2 separate regions of the Mus musculus genome follow, and region 1 is linked to region 2. Evidence: chromatin contacts called from public HiCAR-type data. All regions are on one chromosome and are shown on one strand. Each heading gives the region's core, a stretch centred on a gene start, on an enhancer-like site or on the middle of the called end of the contact. The rest is flanking DNA. Distances are from core to core; before and after follow the strand shown. Region 1 overlaps Acot12 (acyl-CoA thioesterase 12). Region 2 overlaps Atg10 (autophagy related 10).

The links. HiCAR-type assays count read pairs that join an accessible place to other places.
Region 1: a HiCAR-type map of kidney shows a contact between it and region 2, with 3 times the contacts expected there. The contact joins two enhancer-like sites. A contact is called at or near these places in 1 of 484 Hi-C or Micro-C datasets (bone marrow-derived macrophages) and 1 of 115 datasets of contacts at active chromatin or transcription factors (kidney).

The regions. Positions count from the first base shown.
Region 1 is chr13:91,756,840-91,763,809 of GRCm38.p6, reverse strand. Acot12 (acyl-CoA thioesterase 12) reads right to left here. Exons shown (of 15, transcript NM_028790.3): 3 at 6,227-6,287; 4 at 3,747-3,848; 5 at 754-889. Among named protein-coding and RNA genes, the nearest start is that of 4833422C13Rik, 18 kb to the right of the region's middle. Within about 2 kb of position 1,594, at least 5 of the 459 cell types and tissues checked have an H3K27ac peak or open chromatin away from gene starts, as enhancers often do. A contact at or near this core is called in kidney, where this site is marked.
Region 2 is chr13:90,959,155-90,966,315 of GRCm38.p6, reverse strand. All of the region lies in intron 5 of Atg10 (autophagy related 10), which reads left to right. Among named protein-coding and RNA genes, the nearest start is that of Gm46434, 31 kb to the right of the region's middle. Within about 2 kb of position 3,290, at least 12 of the 459 cell types and tissues checked have an H3K27ac peak or open chromatin away from gene starts, as enhancers often do. A contact at or near this core is called in kidney, where this site is marked.

The DNA of each region.
Region 1 (6,970 bases), core at 345-2,844, 800 kb before region 2:
ACAACAAGATCTGACTCCCTCTTCTGGAGTGTCTGAAGACAGCTACAGTGTACTTACATAGAGATGTTCTCACAGTTCAGATATTTCAGTCCTTAGGAAAAATGTATTTGAAACACATCTTGGAACTGAAAACATCTTTGTAAAGAAAGAGACTCTTCTTAGCGCTGTAATTTAATGATAAAGTTTCTGCTTACAAAAGCACAACTGATAGTTGCTATCACTGTTTATGAAGTCAGCAAGTCATACCACCATTCAGGAATCGTGAAAAGCAACATCAACATGAACACTCTTATTTCCTTAAAGCCAACTTCTACTTCAGCAATGACCATATCAACCAACCCAGTCAGCCTGGAATCACAATGAAGTTTACTGTCCTGGAAAGCCATGCCCATTTACCCTGAGGGCCATGAAGACTGAACTGGATCCATCTTCTCACCTACCCAGTGGGTTCCTGCGTAGTTGTCCCATGACCTTGGTGATACCTCCAGGTCAGCATGAGGTGTCCAGACTTCTGACAATCTACCTTCTCTGTGTCCTCTTCCTTCTCCCCACTCTTTCCTGGCTTAGTGCCATCCTTTGCCTTCTCTTTCTGTCTTCTGTGCCCTCCTTCAGAGTCAGTAGACGTGGAATTTCTGTGAACCTCTCTAGTTCTCAGGAATGGCTCGCTTCATCTCCTGTCTTACACATGTGCTCTAGAAAAGCCCCCTTCCGGCACCACGGCCATAGAAAGGTCCAGTGTGTAGACCTACTCACCGCTGAACCTGCTGCTCTCCTTCATAATGTTGTTGAAGGTGTTCTCATGCTGCAGTCGGACTTTCCTTCTCTCTGAAGCCAGATTGTGCTCCACTTGTTCTTGCTCTGTTTGAAGCAGGACAGGTTTTAAGTGAACCTAGAGGAAGAAAGTTTATCTTCAGTTTCGTCATTCACTGCCTCCTTAAATTATGGGTGCCCAATGTGAATTTTGCAAAAGCAGATGCCACACCATATGGTTTTTTTTTACTCAAGTAAATGGACTGTTTATTGGTGATTTCATGAAACATTCTGGCGAAAATCTTTCTTCAAATGTTTCAATTAGAAGGCCAACATGGGCTTTGTTCTTTCTCATTTGAAAGCTGCACTTGTTTATTTTTCTCATTTTATAATTTTTTCAGTGGAATTACAGAGTACAAAATTCTATAAAATATGAGATCAATAAATGAGGTGTGAGATTATAACGCCACTGAATTTTTATTATAATTTTTCCTGTCTTTTGCAAAATTAAGACATCAGGGGGAGGTAATAAAGGCATTCTAGAGAAAACTATCTTGTACCAAGAGATAGTCCCAATATGGATATATCATCAAAACAGTCTCTAATAGGGAAACAAAGAATCAATATGTTATCTTAACACTTCAGCTGCCCTACAGAAACCCTGGATGCAACAGAGTCCAGGATCCAGCTCCACCAGAGATGCCCACATGCTGACTCTATGTGGAAAGATCTTGGCAGCTCCAAGATACCTTCAGTCTGAACTTCACCCTTCACCCAGATAAGGGTGAAAAATCTAGTGACTCTTAATGTGCTGTTTAAAGTTCAAGGTTCCCAGCGTTGCCTATCTCAGTTGTTGGCATGTGAAGGTTGACCATGACTCTGCCTGAGTTGCCTATCTCAGTTGTCAGGAATGTGTACAATGACAGTAGCTCTGCATTGTCACAGTTTGGTTGCATGGTCAGCAGAATATATTAGGCGGCCTGGGAAATTATACCTAGGCTCCCCTGAAATGAAGACCCTTGCATCCATCATGATGTGTCCTTGTCCGCAAAGTACATTGTGTGTGCCTGAAAAGGAACTTGAGAGCAAGTGCTGCCTGGCAGATGAAACCCTTTGAAGGTGGCTGGGCTATCCTTTTTCCACTGTCTCGTTTCCTTCCATTCAGTATTATGAGTCCTTCTTATTACTTGGCCTACTTAACTGCTGAACCAAATCTTGTTAATCATTGCCAGTTTTATCCTGGGATGAATTCATTTTGAACAGAGATCCTGCTATTTCTTGTAGTACAGACCAAACCACAGCCTTTCACATCTCTCTACACGCTACACTACCGAATGAGAAAGTACCAACTGGAAAATGAGTTGATCTGAGAAAGGTGCTTTAGAGTTTATGTTGACTGAAGTAGCCAGTTACAGTAGCACCATTGTCTCTGTAGAAAAGGGACTGAGATGTCCTAGCTTGAGCCTCTTCCGATTGTTCCTAAATCTAAAATGAGAGATTTGAGGCTGAAGGGGGGAAAGATGGCCTCTTCTTCCAGGTAAAGCAGTGAGTGACGTATCCATCTATTTGCTGTTGAGTATGGGAACCCTGTACCCAGTCCCATAACACCCTTATTCTGAAAAGTCTAAAGATTTTGAGATTTTCAAGAAGAAACTAAAGCAAGACCTCTTTTACTGCTTAGATTTTCATAAACTTAATAAGTCCAATTTATGGCCCAGAAAGGTGTACTTTTTAGATAATTTTTATTAGGTATTTTCTTCATTTACATTTCAAATGCTACCCCAAAAGTCCCCCATACCCTCCCCTACCCACTCACTCCCACTTCTTGGCCCTGGCGTTCCCCTGTACTGAGGCATATAAAGTTTGCAAGACCAAGGGGCCTCTCTTCCCAATGATGGCCGACTAGGCCATCTTCTGATACATATGCAGCTAGAGACACGAGCTCAAGGGGTACTGGTTAGTTCATATTGTTGTTCCACCTATAGGGTTGCAGAACCCTTTAGCTCCTAGATAATTTAAGTAAGAGATGTGCTTTTCAGTTTGGACAGCAGCATCCTTGGGCAATGGGAACTTGCCGGCAGCACATTTAATATGAGGTGTACAGTAGAGGACCCCAGGTGACTTCTGTGGGGTCACCTGCCAGCCAGGGATGGCGGTGCTCTAGCCCTGCTGTGCCATCAGCCCAGGTTTGGAGCAGCTGCAGAGCATGGTTAGTGACCAGCTTCTCTGGCTGCAGTGGAAGCCTGGCTTTGTCCCAGCTGCGTTGGCATAGGGGACACGAGGGAGATCTGAGCAGTAGACCTGGCCATTGGGAAAAGATTAGGAGAAATCACTTCACCTACTCTTTGACGATTCTTGAGTGAAATACACTCATAATAATTTGAATTATTACATTTTTCAAATGTGTTGATTCCCCCTAAATAGAAGCAATAAAAAGAAATGGTGGCATCCTAAATTGAGGTAGATCTGGACTCTGGCTGGCTGGAAGCTGGTCAGTGTAAGAAAATACAGTATTTCTTTGAAGAGTGTTTTCAGCCCCGTTGTCCTAAAGTTTATTTTTAAGCTCACTGACTCAGCATCTTTGACACTTTGCTGAAGATCTACAAAAAGTGACTGGACCATGACTTTCAACTCCTTGCTGGATATTTTCCTGCTTTAAAAAAAAAGAATAGTTCAACTTAATTTTAAACTCCATAACCCAAAAAAGAACTAAACTGGTAAGCGATATTTTTGAGAAGTCGACATGACTTCTGAATGATTTAAAACACTTTTTTCCTCTTTCCTAAATTTGGTCCTTTTATTTTTCTTTAAGGTATTGCTCTCACAAGATGTTCTTGTTCAGTTCTATTATGTCAACACAGAATAATACCAATAAATATCAATAAGTAAAACATCTTGAGCAAGTGAGTCTTGCAATAAGAAAAAAGTAACGCTAAAGCAGTTGTTCCTCTGTCCCTGGCTCACAAGAAAGTTATCTGTTCACACGGAAAATGTACCTTTTCTTTGCCAACTGGTTTAGCTACAAACGTAGAGAAAGCCACGCAGAGGAGCTTCTGGATGCCCGTGAACTTGTCCTGGACTATGACCTTGATACTGATCTGCAGAGAAGGAAAACAAACCGTCAGTCATCCTGACAATAGATTCAACTGCGTCACACACGTCTCCAAGCTTGTCTTTCAGTTTTTAAATGACATAAGCATTTTAATTTATCTCTGTGACACTACTATCTCAGTGACAATCTCTACACTAGGACAAATGAAACTCTTCTGATGTTAGGAATACACACAATTACCATGAAAAATATGTGGGATCTAGCTATTTAGAGTATGTTATATAAATCTATTACTCAGAGGAAATATTTATTAACTTCTAGGTTAATTTCCTTCCATATACACATAGGTTATACTACATATACACAACGTAATATTACACACAAACACACGTAATATTGCACGTTTTTAATATGTATATGCTCATCAATGTTTATATACATCATAAATTTATCATGTTGCATTTGGAGTTCTACATTCTAATTCTTTTTTTAAAGATTTATTTATTTTATGTATATGAGCACACTGTAGCTCTACGGATGGTTGTAAGCCTTCATGTGGTTGTTGGGATTGAATTTTGTAGGACCTTGCTCGTTCCAGTTCAAAGATTTATTTATTATTATAAATAAGTACACTGTAGCTGTCTTCTGACACACAAAAATAGGGTATCAGATCTCATTACGGGTGGTTGTGAGCCACCATGTGGTTGCTGGGATTTGAACTCAGGACCTCTGGAAGAGCAGTCTGTGCTTTTACCCTCTGAACCATCTCGCCAGCCCTACATTCTAATTCTTAATGAAGTTTGTCTTGCTGCAATAAGCATTTTAGAATCATATTACTGGTGAATCCTTTCTCAAGAACAAGATACCTGCCAGAGAGGAGCTGCCACAGTCTTTAAACCTTTAGTCATTAGGTTTTATACCCCATGATAATGGGCACAGAGTTGCCATGTTAGCTGCAGCTTGGTTTCCTTCGTTTGTCTTCTTCCGGGACACTCAGCAAGTAACTGAAACATTTTGTGAGGATGCTGCAGTGGCGTCTCTCCCTCTGTGTGAAGAGCCCTGAAGCTGACTCTGCAGTCTTGCACTCCACAGGAAAGACGTCTCAGATTTAGTATAATAAACACTCTCCTCATATCTCAGCCAGATAAGCAACACTATCTTCTGAGAATAATGGGCAAGCTGGGGTATCTCAGTTCAGCGCTGAGTAATGAATGATAAAGTACATGCAATTCTCCATCCGCACCAGGAACACCATGTACAAAAAGAACCAATAACCCATGACTCACCTTAAGTCACTTAATTTAAAACAGAAATTAGCATATGCATGGCAAATCTTACGTGAACTGGATAATAATGAACCAAATATAAACCAATCATTCCTCACTTCTATAAATAACCCACACCCACATAGATTTTTATGTTAGGGAAACAGACAGGAAGCATAAAATAAAAGATCAAACAAGCATAGCTACAACTCTGGAGTGGTAAAGTTCAGACACTATCAGCTACCAGGACAGTGGCCTGAGATATGTGTAATGGACAAGTGCCCAGAGACAGGGCATAGGGAATACACTGTCTTAGGGAAGAGCAGGTAAGACTGGAGTTATACTCCATGAAAAGAAGACAAAAACAAGATAAGAAGAAACAGAACATAATATTGCCTTTTCATGCTGAAGGTAATCCCCAGATGTCTGTACCAGAAGGGACACCCAGTTCTGCCGAGTTGAAGAAGCAGAAATCAAACAGATCAAGGGATCTGAAATTTTATAGGGTACCAGAAAAGAGATATCTACATAAAGAGAGAATTCTGGAAATATGCATATAGTCTTCTTGGGTCTTTGGGTTGCTATCAATCTGAGCACGCACAGCATGAATCTCACAAAGCTAGACCAGGATAACTTCTGAGAAACCCGCATCACCTTAGGGAGTGGGAGGTGGACATTTTCAGCTCTCCCACACTGCTAGGAATCTTCTGAGTTCTCCCTAGGCAAGACCTCACTGGACATTCATAGAGCCCACAGAGGTCTTCGACTTACAAGAGGCCTTTTACTGACTAGTTTTCATTCCAAGGGGAGAAGGTATGTAAGGTGATGGAGACACAGCGTTTAGGTAATAATATTGCAAGAAGAAGTAAGAAATAGATCTTTAGTTTTCAAAACACCATAAGAACACCCTTCCATCTTGCATGTGAACTTTGCCTGTATCCTACAGTAGCTGCTGTCACACTGAGCTTGAGTGACATGGCTGAGTGGGGGAACATCGGCTCTTTAGTATTCCATTGTGTGTCTGACTACAGATTTAAGGGCTTTCTGAAAATCAGGATCCCTATCAGATGGAAGCTTTGCTCTGAGCATTGAGCAGTTCTCTAAAAGCAATGAAGACATGAGCCCCAACAGGCACACCTAAGAAACGGGTACCACTCACCTCCATGCTTGTGCTGAACGCCCTAGTCACTTTTGCTCTGATGGTAATAATTTGTCCAATTCTGTTTTCAAAAAGAAAGAAAGATCTCAGTGATCCTAGCACATTCCATTTTAGACTTAGAGATTTAGTAGACACATTCGGCATAAAGCAATTCCACCCTGACTTGTTAATAATACACATGTATCAAAAATTCAGGTTAAAACTAATAGCAAAGGTAGGCTTTCAGGATGGATGTTAGCCATTCAAATCATGCTTATAAGGTTAACAGACTCCCTCTATTTAATCAGAAAAGAGCTCTTGCAAGGACGGTGTACAAGGTAACCCTACTTGCAATAGATACTTTTTGTGAGTAGCTGTTGTTCCCCATAGAAAATTCAAATAAGCACACAAGTAGACCTGTACCACTGATGTTTACTTTAAAACCTTAGCTAATAAACAAACAGACCAGCAAACATACAGAAACAAACCAGGCCACCAGTCAGTCCTTTTGGTAGACACAGGTCCTCATAGCTGCTCCTCAGCCCACTGACTCCCAACTGCTATTGTAATTCTGAAAACATTGAGGTCAAGTGTTTGGGTCACTGATCTCTTCATCTTATCGGAAGTTAAAAAGCTGTCCAGTGTAAACTCCTTTGCCGGCCTCACCCCACCTGATTCCATCTGAACCACTTTGTCACAGGTCTCTTCATACTCATATTTGTGGGCTCAAACCCATCGCCTGTCTCCTTCCAGCCTGTGGTGTAA
Region 2 (7,161 bases), core at 2,041-4,540:
AAGGGAAAGAATTTCTGTATCTCCTACTTTCGTAGATACCCGCTCAAACAATCTGACTGACTGTGGAGACACTTGAAGTAGAGATTTTCCCTTCCAATCCCCGCCCCCTGCCCTTTAGCCTTTGCTCATACCAGGGCACTGAACAGAGTAACGTGGCAGCTTCATTTATGGCACCCATGTCCCAGATCTAAGTATTAGAGAGCAGAGGAGATAGGTATGTGCCTCCGATATGGAGACAGAGAGTCTCCGAGGAGTCATCTCAACTTTCTTCTCCTTACTCTACATCTATAAGATGGGGATAATAATAGTAGGATAGTGAAATGAGTCTAGTGATTTATACACACATGAAAAACTGTGCTACATAGAAAATATTTACGTACTGATGAAAGTCCATATAAGTATGCCGGAATACTTATATATGCTATATGATGCGGTTACTTGTAACTTCAAAAATTACTTTTGCTTTGTAATTTTTATTAAATTTTATTAAAATTTTATTTATTAAAATTTAAATATATTTGTTATTTCAGTCATCTAAGTACTAGTGAAAATTTTATTGAGAACTAAATCAGATACCCAATGTAGTATTTTCTGAAATTATCACAGAGAAATATAAAACCCTGTTCTCCATATATATCTGTTTTTAGCTTTACATAAAGATCAATAAAATGATTTTAAGCATAAAATATACATTATGATAAAAAGCAGGATGGAAATATGACAGAAAGAAAAAATAAAATTTCCAAGTATTTCTATGTTTTTCAGTGAATAATGGTGGGTATTTATTTTCAGTTGAACACATGTCAGAGAGTTATGCGATAGTTTCATTTATGATCATCAGTTTTACAGTACACTGAAAATGACATGTATATACTATCTAGGTACACACACACACACACACGCACATATACACACACACACACACACACACACACACACACTATGCTTCATGATGAAAGTTCGGATGCTACCTTGTTTGTAGGTAAATTTTATGTCAGCATATCGAATATACAGTTCCGTAGGTTGATATTTAGACTTAATATTCCTGTTTCAATTTTTTGTTATATTTTTGTTTTTATTATTGTTTGTGTGGGGGTTGTGCAGTCAGAGGGCACCTGGTCAGTTCTCACCTTCTACTGTGTAGTTCCAGGGATCGAACTCAGCTGGTCACACCTAGTGGCAAGCTCCTTTAGCCTCTGAACCATCCCACCAGCCACTTCTTTAATATTTCTCTTCAGACCCTTTGCAGGGTAAATAGATTTTTTTTCCTGAGGGGTATGTTAACACTCTTGCCATATTAATACCAATCAATGCAGGAACTCAGGCAAATATGAGCTTTAGTTAATTTGATTTTCTATGTCCTATTTCCATGGCCCTTTGAGATTCAAACAGCAGCTTGTAGAAGACTCGTGCCAGAAAATGCAAGCCCATTCTTAGAACATAGAGCCTTGAAACATACTGCTTTTGAAAAGTCTGACTCTTGCCCTGTCCAGTCAGGAAGAGCACTGTACTTTATAAATTTACAAGCATTTTAGACAGTCAGACCCACCCCAAGCACAACCCTCCTCCCTCTGTTATTTTGCAACAAGTCAATTATTTCTCGGTTTGCATCCCGTGGCCAGGTCAAAAGTGGCGTAAAGCCAAAGCTGGTTGCCTAGGGCTTTATGAAAGATTCTATGCACTGTTGATATGAAATATTTCAAAGTTGCAATATTAAGACAGTGTTACTTTAAAATAAGCAGGGATTGGAATGCAATTTGTACCAGGGCAACAAAAGTTAACTGAATCTTCTTATAAAGGGATAGGCAATACACATATTCCTACTGTCTTAACACAGTCATAAATGTTATTCTAAGGAGATAAGCCATAAGGAATATATATATGCACAACATATAATAATATAAAACTGGAAAATCATCCAAATGTTTCATTGTGGTATACACTGTGATTTAGTAACAAGATGGCATATTATGTAGGGGAAGTTGCAATGACCATTCACAATAAAGAATAATATATGTGAAATAATATTAAGAAGTAGGATGTTTTGGTCAGAAACATATTCATTGGCTGTGTACATAACTATTACGGACCAGTAAGTAGATCGGTAAAGACTCCTGGGTCTGAGGCTGCATGGAACTTGACTGTTCAGTTTGGAAGGAGAAAAGAATGGTCGGCTTAGCCTCTACATCAGGCTCCATCTCATGATTGAATACACAGAGCCCATGTCTTTCCTGTACCAGTCTTCTTTCAGGACCCTAAACTCTTCTGCGTTTCTAGGCTTTCTTGTGTAGAGACGCCAATGAAACCAAAATTAATGAAAATCAGTTCTTAAAATTCAACAGAGATTACTCTGATGAAATAAAGTGATTGTGAAGTGAGCTGAGGTTCTACTTGTATCTTTACAGCATTCTTGTTATTACCATTACTATTTTAATATTTTTATTTGACACAGGGTTTTACTTTGTAGCATAGGCCAGCCTTGAGCTTGCAATCTACCTGCCTCATGATGGAGGCCTGTGGTCCCTCTCCAGAGTAAGAGGTCTTCTTCAAGTTTGAGGCTAGCCTAGGCTGCATAGTGGGGACCCTGTCTCAGGAGTAGAGAGGAAGGAAGAGGGGAAGGAGAAGAAACTGTGACCTTTGACTTACGCGTCAGTGCAATCCTTTACTTACTTGCTTCCAAAATACTCACAGTTGTCTCAAAAGCCCTAAACTTAAAACTCCCCGTGATCCTATTTCTGTAGCCTGGACTCTGACCCTGTCACGCTTCAGCTGTGGGTGGCATTGCTTCTGCTACCTTGTTTCTGATTGTTAGTAGTCAGGAAACTGGGAACATACTAACCTCCCTGAGCTCAGATATTTACCTAACAGCTTTCATTATTAGAAGGGGTTGCATAGTCGCTGCAATGAATTTATCACATCCCAGGGAATTTTCTTCTTGGAGTGTCTTTGAGAGAGCTTCTAAAGAGAAAAACTAATTTTAGCTCAACAAAATCCCCAGGAACGTGCTCCAAGGAAGGGGGGTGGGGGCGGGGGAGCATCTTATTATCAGAATGGGGTGAGAAGCAGGAGGAGCCACATAATTGCCAGGAGCCTGAGCTCTAAGTGGTTCTCTCATTAGACATTTACACTGATTATATGTATCCAAAGAGAACATCATGGCTTTGGAAAAACTGATCTTGAAGATTTTTACCAGGAGTTGCTATCCACAATTCCTTCCATTGTACTTAAGCAGAGGAGGGCAGCTTCCGTCCCCAGGGCCTGAAGTCCGTGGACTCTGCCTTCCTTTGCACTTTGTTCTGTGTCTTCTCTCTGGAAATATCCCAGGCACACAGCCTGTTTCTGCTCCCCAAGCTCACCCCACCTGCTCTTTTCTCATTCCTGAAAATGTTTTCTTCAGCTTTAAAACACGGCTTTTAAAGCAGACTTTTAGAACTACACAGCCTATCTGGTGCTAATGCCTTTACAGAAGCCTCTTTAGGAGGCGCACCGTTGCTTTGGTAACACTTCCCATGTTTGTTTTTATGCGCTCACTTTCAGATTATTTGATTACTTCAGATAAAGAAAAATCATGAGTTACGAAGCAAATTGTTGGTGCATGCCTTAGTTCCAGTGCTTGGAAGAAGAAGGCTGAATATCAGAAATTCAAAGTCAACTCCAACTAAAAAGAGTTTGAGGACAACCTGGGCTACATAAAACCACTAATGCAAACCAATTCTAGGCAGTATTTTTCTTGTGAAATTATGTACCTGACTGAGTTTTGTTCTGATATGAGCATAAATTCAAAGGACCTGTCCCCTTCAACACATTCTTGCTGTAGCTGAGCAGCCGGCCACACTCAATTTAAAATGACGATGTTTTCAGCTTTCACGTATTCTGAGAATGGCTTTCTTTTTAAATATACATTTGCACACCCATTAACCTCTTTTTATACTTAGTCACCATGGGAAGGAGTTTCAGCACAGGCTCACATGTTGGAAGCCCTCATGCTGGAGCTGCCCTTTGTGGACAGTTGGAACGGCATCACTCTTGCTTTATGTCTAATTCCAGGTGTATCTGCAGGGTTTTCAGTTCCATAGAACAGCTCCGGAAAGGCCCAGCATCCTCTGCCCCCCAGCTCATGTTCTTGCTTTTGAAAGGGGAGGGGTAAATCCTTCCTCCCTCCTCATAAGTTAGTGCCTCCAGATGAACAAGAAGATAGGCTAACGGGGTAATTATAAATCAGTCTCTACATGCAGAGTGAGGCCTTCATAGAAAGACCTAGCTATCTCTGGGAGCTTATGGGTGCCATTTGAACGAGAATGATTAAACATGTTCAAGTGACAAGAATAAACAAACAACCAAATAAAACAAACCCTGGCTTTCCAAGACAGTAAATTTGTAAGTAAATACAAGGAGAAACTAACCAAAGAGCATCCTTTAGTCAGGGACGTTTCTCCAAACCAGTTCAGTGCTGACTTCCTGTCTCTTATTATTATGGCTGTGAGAGATGCCTCAGTGCTTACGAGCACTGGCTGCTCCTCCAGAGGACCTGGGTTCAATTCCCAGCACCCACATGTCAGCTCATAACTGCCTGTAACTCCAGTTCATGAGAATCTGACACCCCCACACAGACATAAATGCAGACAGACCACCAATGCACATAAAATAAAATTAAATAAATTGTTTTAACAAAAAGGAAAGAGGAAATGCCTCGTAGAGAGATCTTAGGTCCTCTCTTAAACAGTGGGAAGCAATTCTTTACTTGCCTTAGTGCAGAAGGAACCTTATGCTAGGTGACGTATTTGGGGACAGCATATTCAGATCCTCCCCACTTGCTCTCCCTTTAACAGCCTTCACCAGACAGAAATCAGGGCCTGCTTGGAGAGGTGAGCTCTGAATGCTGGGTCTCCAGTGTAGATGCCAGACTCGCTGCAGAAACCGCCTCTACCTTGGAGCAGATAACCTTTGTACCCCACCCCGCAAGTGTGATTGAATAGATCCAGACCACAAGAAAGGAAGGCGACAAGAGGTGGGCGTTAACTCTGCATTAAGGGGTAAGCAAACTTTGAAGAAAAAGGAAGGAAAATCAGGGACTTTGAAGTCAACCCCTAAACCTAGATAGCCTTGGGGAAAATGATTGACGTCCATCTCTATGTCTTTTCCCTTACCATCCCCCCCCCCCCCGAGACTGGATTTTTGTATATAGTCCAGGCTGTCCTGGAACTCAGTAGACTAGGCTGGTCTCAAACTCACAGAGATCCACCTGCATCTGCCTCCTGATGTTGGGATTAAAGGCATGCACTACCACAGTCCAGCCTTTTTTCTTACTTTCAATAATAATTATATGCTAACTGTTTAGAATTATTAAAAGTAAGTGAGTCTCCTCATCAGTATTCAGTACTTGCAGTTGCTTGTATTATTTCCATTCAAAAGACTCCTATGGCCCCAGTCTCCCTGACGGCGACCTCCCCTGGTAAAGCTGCACGGCACTTGCTCTGTGTCCTCTAGAGAAAGATGAGAGACTGCGGACCGCCCCGCTTAATCCCATCCCTCAGTCCTCTCCACTCTCCTACCATATGCACACAACCCACGCTCTGCAGGAACATATCTGTGCGAGAGCTACAGTCAGGATAGCCTTTCTTTCCTTCTATTTTATATAGTATTATATTTTTTATTTGTTATTTATTTTTGAGATTATAATTACAGCATGTAATTACATTTGAGATTATAATTACATCATTCTTCCTTCCCTTTCTTCCCTACAAACTGCCCCGTATCCCCCTTGTCTCTCTCTTCCAAATTCATGCCCTTCATTAATTGTTCCAGGCATCCTATGCATTGCTCCTCACGCCCCATCAGGACAGACCTCTTATTTTACCGGGGGATCAGATAGCCTGTGCCCTGCTTCTGAACTCAGAGTGTCATTGCTGAAATCTCCCTACCTTCTCTCTGTTACACTGGGGAAAACCAACCTTTGCCCCTTACCAGGCCTCAACCTACTGCGGCACCAGCATCAACCTGGACTTGATCTCAGGCTTGGAGTGGGTTCCAGGAATCAGCAAGATCAACACGTAACAGTTGAGCCTGGTATGGTAGCACCTGCATGATCCCAGCCTGTGACTGAGACTGGAGCTTGAGTCCAGCCTAGCTGCATAGTGGGTCACAGGCCAGCCTGGGCTCCAAACAGACCAGACCCATGGTAACTGATGGTCCTGAGACTCACTGTGAGAACTTGCTCTACTCTTCTGACTTCTGAGGCTGCGCACACTCTGCTCACTACTGAGGCTGTGCTCCCTCTCTGCTCACTACTGAGGCTGTGCTCCCTCTCTGCTCACTACTGAGGCTGTGCTCCCTCTCTGCTCACTACTGAGGCTGTGCTCCCTCTCTGCTCACTACTGAGGCTGTGCTCGCACTCTGCTCACTACTGAGGCTGTGCTCCCTCTCTGCTCACGTCTCCTGTGACTTACCTCCCATTTTTTCCCTGTTTAGCATTTGCCATTGACTATTCTCCCTGGGAATGTTTTCTTACATCTTTGGGTCAGTTTCCTTATAAACTTGCTACCTCCAACCACCCCACTGCCAGCAAGACTTGTTTATTCCTTTAATATGGAAAACAATAGTTGGGTTTTCCATTTTCCTCTGCCCCCATGCTCTAGCTGAGTAAACTCTTCTGCCTTGCCCTCCCCACGTTCGGGTGTTGAGAGACACCTGGAAATCCACACGATCATCTTCTGATAGCGCCTCCCCCAAGATATCTTTAAAAATAGGTGTTTCCACCAGAACAGAGGATGTTAATGCAAACGCTGGTTGGAGCATAGTAAGGCTTCCAGACAGAGATGTGGGGCCCAGACAGAGACATGGGGTCTTTCGTCTTAGTTTAAGTGTTTTAGCTTTCTTTTTGTGACACTATATAAAAATCTCATCAATATACAAAAAATCTTTCCGCACCTCAGACTTTCTCATTTTCTCTGGATGAGAGCTTTGATTAGCTTTTTACAAGTTCTTCATTAGTAATTGGCTCGCTTTCTTGTTTTTGTCTTTAGCTGCTGTTTCTAATAAGTTTATGTTCTAGCAAAGAATTCTTTGAAGATCATGTGGAAGCTGCTGTGCTGTGTTAGGTTATGGAATATTGCAACTTAATATGCTGTATAAAACGCAACAAGTGCAGTTAGGGTTAAATGC